2 separate regions of the Anas platyrhynchos genome follow, and region 2 is linked to region 1. Evidence: chromatin contacts called from public Hi-C data. All regions are on one chromosome and are shown on one strand. Each heading gives the region's core, a stretch centred on a gene start, on an enhancer-like site or on the middle of the called end of the contact. The rest is flanking DNA. Distances are from core to core; before and after follow the strand shown. Region 1 overlaps GPR157 (G protein-coupled receptor 157). Region 2 has its middle 12 kb from the start of H6PD.

The links. Hi-C and Micro-C count contacts between places; a contact is called where the count stands out from the background.
Region 2: a Hi-C map of skeletal muscle shows a contact between it and region 1, with 3 times the contacts expected there. The contact joins two enhancer-like sites. A contact is called at or near these places in 2 of 8 Hi-C or Micro-C datasets (liver and skeletal muscle).

What each region holds. Positions count from the first base shown.
Region 1 is chr22:3,991,654-3,995,564 of IASCAAS_PekinDuck_T2T, forward strand. GPR157 (G protein-coupled receptor 157) reads right to left here. Exons shown (of 9, transcript XM_072026989.1): 6 at 2,139-2,352; 7 at 97-288. Among named protein-coding and RNA genes, the nearest start is that of SLC2A5, 7.4 kb to the left of the region's middle. Within about 2 kb of position 2,003, at least 4 of the 8 cell types and tissues checked have an H3K27ac peak or open chromatin away from gene starts, as enhancers often do.
Region 2 is chr22:4,025,485-4,029,395 of IASCAAS_PekinDuck_T2T, forward strand. No RefSeq gene overlaps it. Among named protein-coding and RNA genes, the nearest start is that of H6PD, 12 kb to the right of the region's middle. Within about 2 kb of position 1,762, at least 1 of the 8 cell types and tissues checked has an H3K27ac peak or open chromatin away from gene starts, as enhancers often do.

The DNA of each region.
Region 1 (3,911 bases), core at 753-3,252:
GAGCTGCATCCTGGCACAGAAAGTGATGTTGAGAGCAACCAGGCTTTATCTCCCTTCCAGACCTTCCTTCTAACACGCTGCCTGGCCAATACTTACATGCAGGACAACCAGGACTGAGTTTTGCACTGCAGGGGAGTTGCAGAGTGTCAGAATGAATCGCACGGTGCTCCAGATGCGGAGGATGATGAAGATGACAGGGATGAGAATCAGCTTTTTGTCTGCTATGGAAGTCCGGGGCTGAAGCGGTGTTCTTGAGAGAATGGGGCGATACTCTGAGAGCGCCGCATGCTTCCGTGGAGATGGAGGAAAGACAAAAATGTGAACAAAAAGGCTACACACTCAGGACATTGAGCTCTGGGGGTTCTTTCCAAAGCCAACCCAGTTTTTGCATCCTGTGGGCAGTTGATGGTCTTGAGCCACATACTGCCCTTGTTAATGCAAACATTCCTGCTAAAGCCAAGGAGTTGCAAATAAAGGAGATCCAGCCCTTTTTAGAGCTTTATTATACCCTACATTGCTGGGTCAGACAAACAAATCAGTGCTGCAGGAACCTGCTCTCCTGGTGCCTGGTTGGGCAATTTTACAGATCCAGCAGTCCCTGTGCAGGACCTGGTGCTTGATTTCTGACCATACACTGTTAGCAACGGTCTTCCATAGGTTTAAAAAGCCAGCAAGCCTCTCTAACATTACAGGTAGTAAAATGTTTCTGGGATCTATGCCCTGGATAAGGGCAGTTGGAGGTACAAGGCCCTGAGATCTTTCCATGCTGGAAGCTGCTGGATGGATGCAGCATCCCGGATGGGGGAGACCAGGGCACCACAACCCATGGAGCACCTGTGGGGACACATGATCATGAATACCAGCATGGCAATGCAGGTGAAGAGATTAAGTCTCAGGACAGCTCACCTGCTGAAGACTATTTCTCCTGCCACCAGGGCTACCGAGCACGCACGGCTTTCATGCAGCATTCTCCTGGGCTCCAGTAATCCCAGGTGTGACTCCTCAGCTCTCATTCAGAAAGATTCATATGCCCACTACATGCCTCCCCCACAGCAGATACTTCCACAATCTGAAACCATGCCAGAACCAACCCTGCAAAACCCAAAAGTCCAGCCCAAACCCAGCCTTGGCCGGCTGTTGCTCTTCCTTGGAAGTGTGAAGCTCCTAGAGGAGGGCTTCTCCAGCCCAGCAAGCCCCATGTGCTGCTGCTCCGACCCCGCTCCGAGCATCAAGTGGCTCTCAGCAGGACGGGAGAACAGAGCAGCCACGTGTCCCTGGCAGAGCAGCAGGGGGATCAGCTTTCCAGGCAGTCACGTTGCTGTCTTCAACAGCTGCTGGAACATTGAGTCCTGTCTGCCTTGTGTCTGTAGCGGTGACAGGCACGAGCAAAGCCTTCCCAGCTTCCCTTCCCTGGATCCCTTGGGACCAGCACGGACTGTGCTGTCCTGCCAGCTTGCCTGGGGAATCCTGCCCTCACCAGAGTTGTGTTTATCCATGACTACTGCCATAGCTTCACCACAGCAAGCAGGTGTGCACGGCAACACATTCCAGAAGGACATTTCTCTGGATTTCTTTTTCTAATGCAACTAATTAGGTGTTGTTCTTTCCGCCAATGTCATCATTTAGATTTCATTTCTATTATGCAAGTATTGTCCAATACGTCTGGATTCTTTGTGCTCACAATAAACAGCAGCAAAGAACCCTCTGAGGCCTGCAAGTACAAATAGGGACTCAGAAGCAAGCTGTCATTAGCAATCCTAAAATGACTGTGGTTAGGTAAGTCAGTCCAGAGGCCAAATTCAGGCTTGGTACAAGTGGAAATGTATGGATGACTGATAAAAGCTGAATTTTGTCCTTCACACATTGTCTCAATTCCTACTGCAGGACTCACATTTCATCTCGTAACCCCTTAAGTTTTCAAGAGGCTTTTACATTCTTCTGGTGCTAAGTCATTGTGCAATGATGCTACGGGCTGCTGACTCAGCAGGACTGCTTCTCCCAGCAGTTGGACATATTTCAGCAGTTTATGAAGCAATTCCTGCCTGTGTAGCTGCTAATACACAGCGAAATCTTCAGAGTGGGAGGATACAATCCCACAGCAAGCCTGTAATGTGATCTGAAAGCAGCAAAGTACTCACCGCTCTGTTAATGTGCTTCTTGATGAGGATGTAGAGCACTGGCAAAGTCACATAGGCCAGGATCTCCCAAACTTTCCCCGTTAGCAGCATCCACAAGACCCGATCCTCTGCATCGAAGTTGACCCAGCACCAGCCCACAGAAACATTGGAGGCATCGTAGCCAATCTTCTTCAGAGCAACAGCCGCAACCGTAATGCAAAGGGGGACGCCCCAGCTGAGGAAAGAACAAGAGCAGCAAGGTTAAGCTAAGAACACACTCAGTTTAGTCCCCTTAATACCCTGGGAGAAATGGGTGACAGACGAAGGGATCTTTCATCGCACAGGATGCCAATTCCTCCTGCAGGATGCCAGCACTCCTGCACCAGGCCTAAGGGATGTGGCTGTGACAGGCACCCGGTGGGGAACACAAACCCACACAGTCCCTGCTTCAATTCCCTGGGATCCACTCTAAGAACCTGGGATCTCAGTCCTGGAGGACACACAAAGAATGGACAGGTGATGATGTGCCAACCTGAGCACCAGAAATGAGACCTGGCCTGCATACCTAGCAGGTGAGGTCCAGGATTTGGCAGGTCACAGCACAGTACAACGTGCCCATCCTGCAGGAGCCAGCCATTCGAGAACAAGCTGGCACATTCATGGCTTTCAAAACACAAGCAACCAAACCCCACACTGATTCCTACGTGACGCTTTGCACAGGTGACACAAAGAAATCCACGATTTCATTGCATCATTTGTGTCTTTGTAGTTGATGGTGGTGCTAGTAGTAGTGGTGGGGTTATTTGGATGTTTTGATGGAGGTGTAGTCAATATTTTGGGAGCAAGAATCATTTCTGAAGGACCAAGGGAAAGTTTTTTCCCAAAGAAAAGCACTGGTGGTAACAGCATTAAAGCTGGGGAAGCAAACAGGAGCCAGTTTCACATCATTTGGAGCTGTGTTTTGACGTCAGCTTCTGTCCTGCCAGAGGAGGCAGATATAGGGAAGCACCTAGCAGAAAAATAACTGCGGTGACACACAGGGACTAAGTCACTCAGCAGCTCGGGCTGCCCACAAAAAGCCGTGAGCAAGAATCAAAAGATTCCCCCAGCCCAGATGTAAAAACACCCAGCCCCTTCCCGTCAGCTGTGAATACCCAGGACTTCACAGAGCTGCCCCGGCCCACGATGTCCAGCTCACACATCACCCCGTGGCTGAAACACTGGAGCTAAATCACATCACCTGCCCTTCCCACATTCACCCTCAGAAAACATTTCTGAGGAAGCTTACGAGGGACGGTTCCTCAAAAAATGCCAGATGCCTCAGAGAGCTGAGATTGAGCTTTCAGCATGAACACCCTGCTCTCTGCAGACGCAAAGAAAAAGCCAGTGCTGTACTGGTCTCACCATCATCCTGGTTCATACTTGTATTGCTGGTGGCCTGGAGGAGCTACAGAGAACATGGACAGGATCATGCTCCTAACATCACCTATACACACACAAAACAAATGTAAATAGAAAGGTATAAGATATTCGGAGTCAATTGGTGGTGGTGTTTAAGGACAGCTCTGCTGCAGGGAATCCTCCTTGTGTTGTTATCAGAGCCTCCTGAACACACACCAGGCACCAACACCACCATGAAAATTCCCTCTACACCTCTCAAAACCTTCTCATTCTGGTAAAAATGGTGAAGTGGCCCAAGAACGAGGACTCTAGGCTCAGAGGTTCACATTTCAATATCTGGCAGAACTGACCACTGAGGTACGGATAAGCACTCAAGAGAACTGGCCCTTCCTT
Region 2 (3,911 bases), core at 512-3,011, 34 kb after region 1:
ACAGGGGTTGGCTGTCACAGTGCTGGCAGCAGCATCTTTCAGTCCCGTCCCCCCCCCCCCCCCCTTCCCTGCAATGTCCTTCGCTGAAGAGTTTTCAGATAGGGCTTTTGCTGCAGTGCATCAAAGAGCGGGTGACTTGCCAGCAAACCACCAAGTGCTCCCTCCTCTCCGCTTCTCCCCCAGCTACCCAGGGCCCTGGAGCTGATATTGGGTAACTGGAGACTGACAGACTGCCTCGCCTGTCCATAGGACCGAGCCTCCGAGGAGGAGCTGGTCTCATTTGCACCACCCCTCCTTTAAACTCCTTTAAACCAGGTGTACACAAGGATCCTGCTCGGTTTTACCCTCGGCATGCCGTAACCTCATTTACGCAGCTTCTCTGCAGAGCACTTTTGCCCTGAGGGATGCTGATTTTACTGGCTCTGTAAGAAGGCCTCAGGCTAGGATCACGGCCTGAAATTCAGCCCCAGGTCCATCCCCTCAAGGCTGCAACCCGCTGTTCTAACTTACAAGCTCATCCACAACCCAGGTTAATCCAGGGAGAGGTCTCAGTGCCCAGCCTCCTCCTGCCCTCCAGCTCAAGGACATTTGTCCCAAGCCCCCCTTTGCCTGGAGCCACCCAAAGGTTGCTCTGAAGCACAGCGAGCAGCTCCAGACACTGCACGAAGGAGACACAGGCTCTTGCTGCATGCCCCGCTGCTGACAGCACTGCTGCAGTAGCACAGCAGTGACTTCTACCCAAAGAAGTGTGTTCAGCACTATGTGTAAAGTTGCAGTCGGGCATCCCCTGGGAGCAGGGATGTGTGAGGAAGCATTTCTGAGCCTGGCAGCTCCACACGAGCCAAAGCAGCACTTTGGGGATGACCCCAACCAGCAACTTTCCCCCTGTTCTGACAGTGACCTTCACAGCTGGAGATGTCTCTCCAGCTAATCCCCCCCGTTTAATCAAAGTGCATTTAATCAGCTGACTCCCCATCTTTTAAAAAAGGTATTGACAAGTTCTGACTGGTGCTAAATTACAATCCGTGTATTTTAGGCCTCAAATTTTTCACCAACAATTCAAGGTCAACAGCTCATTCAAGGCCAAATCCATGCTCCTCTTGAATATATTCTGCTGAATATATTCAACCAAGTTTTATGGGGCAGGGACCTTCCCCCCCGCCCCAGGATTCAACACAAACACTGCTGAGCCAAATGAAGGGCATCTTCAATAAGCACAACCTTTCTCAATTTTGATCTTTCAGACGAGAACAGAGTACTTTCTGTTCATCACACGTAAGCTTTTAAGATGAGGTAAGCTTTGCCCTCAGTTTATAAACAGTTACTTGCAGCAGAATATTGATGCAAATTCAAACCCATTTAGATTTGCCAAATTTCAGTTCTTGCTCACTCAGCAGCAGGGACTCTTCCTTCTCAAAAGATCAGTTGTCTGAAAAGCAGGGGAAAGGCACAAGGAGGGCAGCCGAATGGCAAGCCTGCTGCAGCTCTGATCTCGTAGCATAATTAGAAATTCTAAGGGTTTAGCTGGAAAAATTGCATCTTAAGGACATTTATGCCCAGGCACAGAAGTAGAGGGAAAAACCATTAAGATTCCTGGCACATGGGAATTCTTGTGTTCACATGTCAGATGGGGATGGGCAGAAAGCAATTTACAGCAGCTGGTAAGGCTTTTTAATACACTGGTGCATCACATTGCACAACGGAGACAGCCAACACTTCCCTCCGCCCCCTGCATTCCCCATCGCTCCGGGTTCTGCAGTGCAAGAGCCAACTGGATGAATCTGCAGAGGTTTTGCAAGCAGCAGCCTCTCTCCCTTGCCCCACTCCAAGCCTTTCAGGTCAGTGGGAAAATGGGCAGAAGTGCTAAGTGCTTGACACAGTTATTCGGGAAGGGCAAGTGCATCTCCCCTATTCCCCACCGAAACCAGCATTCCCAGTGGCTCTCCAGTTGGGGTCCAGCAGTGATTTTTAAATCCCCCTTTGTAAAATACAGCAGGCCCTTCCTCACAACACTTCTATTTCTTCGCTCCAATCCAGACCTCTTGGAAGGCAATAATTTATGGCAAGTTTGCTGCAGTGCCACACAATATCCGGGAAGTATATCATTAATTAGGGGGCCTGGGGGAAGAAGCGCACACAGCTTGGAAATAAGCAACATTTGCACTATACTACATTTGATTTGACTTCACGGCACCATCAAGAGCAAGAGTTAAACTGCAGACATTTCCAATTATTTAAAGGATGTGTGCTTTCTGCAGTGGGGCACCACTCAGAACCCATGACCTTCTCCTCCAAAAATACCTGCTGTCATTTGACTCAGTCTTTAACTATTGTGATACCAGCCACTGCAAACAGATAATGGGGGATTGGTATCCACAAGTAAACCACCGTTTAAGTCCCACTCATTAAGCATATAGTAGAGCAGAGCAATCTGATGCTCTGGTAGCAATGCTGGCCTTAACCACAAAGAATTTGGTACGACAGATCTTTATGCAAGCTCGTGAGCCCTAAGAGCAGGCACTGGGAATAATTTTCCTTACATTTTATAACGCCAGTACTTTCTTAAAACACTTTATGCTCCTATAAAGACACCATTAACAGTGGCAAATACCCCAGGCAGCCCAAAATGCTAAAACCCACTCCAGCCACAATATGGCAGTCAAAAACACAGAGTTGCTTTCCAGAAGAGAGACAGCATTGAAGGAGGAAATGAACCACAGCAGTCTTTCACTAGCTGCAGCTGAGTTTAGATTTCCAGAAGCACAATGTAGGTACCGAGTCAGGCTTTTCACTACACTGACTTGTTACAGTCATTCTTTTTAGGTATCTATCCTGTGCTATGCCTATAGCAACCCAGCATAAGTCTAGGGTGGTGCTCGAGGTGCTGTGAGCTCCAGCTAAGACTTACTGTTTGCTGAGGATCCCTCCCCAGGCAGGTAAAGCCTGGAGCAGCATAGGATGTAGTAGGGCAGAGCATCAAGCACACCCCCCTTCCTTTCCCCTCCTCTTGGTTCACCTTTTGCAACTTCTCCTCCCACTGCTCAGCACTGAAGGGTTTTTGCTCTTACCTTGCTTTTGGCTGTACGCAATCAGTTACACTTCACCTGAATAGAAGCCCCAGTAGGATGGCACTTCAGAACAGGGACTCCTACTTGAAAGGCACAAGCCTCAATTTGGCTCATTTTTGTCCTCTATGATCATTATTCTCTATATCTGGTACAGTCATCGTGCTAAGTTTGCAAGGAATCAATGCAAGGCCTTCCAATAGGCTCTCATACTGACTTCCAAAAAGCCAAATTCCAGAAAATTTAGCTGCGTGTCTACAGTTCTCATGCTTTTGTCACTTGTACCAACTCCAGTGAAGCCTGTTCTCCTGTTCAATTCCAGAGCACTTCACTGTTTTTTAAGTAGCAGTTTTAAAGGCAGAGAATGATCTGATTTTATGACAGATGCCCTCTCAGTACCCACATTTCAGAACACCCCATCACTCCTTATCCCTTGGCAATTTACACCAAGCCTGGTGTTAGCTCAGTTATTTTGATTTTGGTCTCATTCTACCAATTTGAGTGGTCCTTTATAAATGCCAAACTTATGTCTAAGTACTTTGCAAATGAATTGAAGTATCTTTGCTCATTAATGTGATGACATAAGGAAAACAGGAGTAACAGCCTTAGCAGGGTGCAAAAAGTGCCTGCATCGCAGCCATTTGAGGCTTTCAGTTACTTTAGCGCTTGATTTACATCATGCAAAGTTAAAGGCTTGGTCCTTACGTCATCTCTGACTCTTCTTGGGTCTTCAGGACCGAGGCCAGAGAGCTCTGATGGAAGATCTGCCGGTTTCACTGAAGATAAAAAAGCCTCTGCAGCTGAGGGTGCTGAGGGGCTCGCCTCTACCACCGGCTTGCGTTGCGT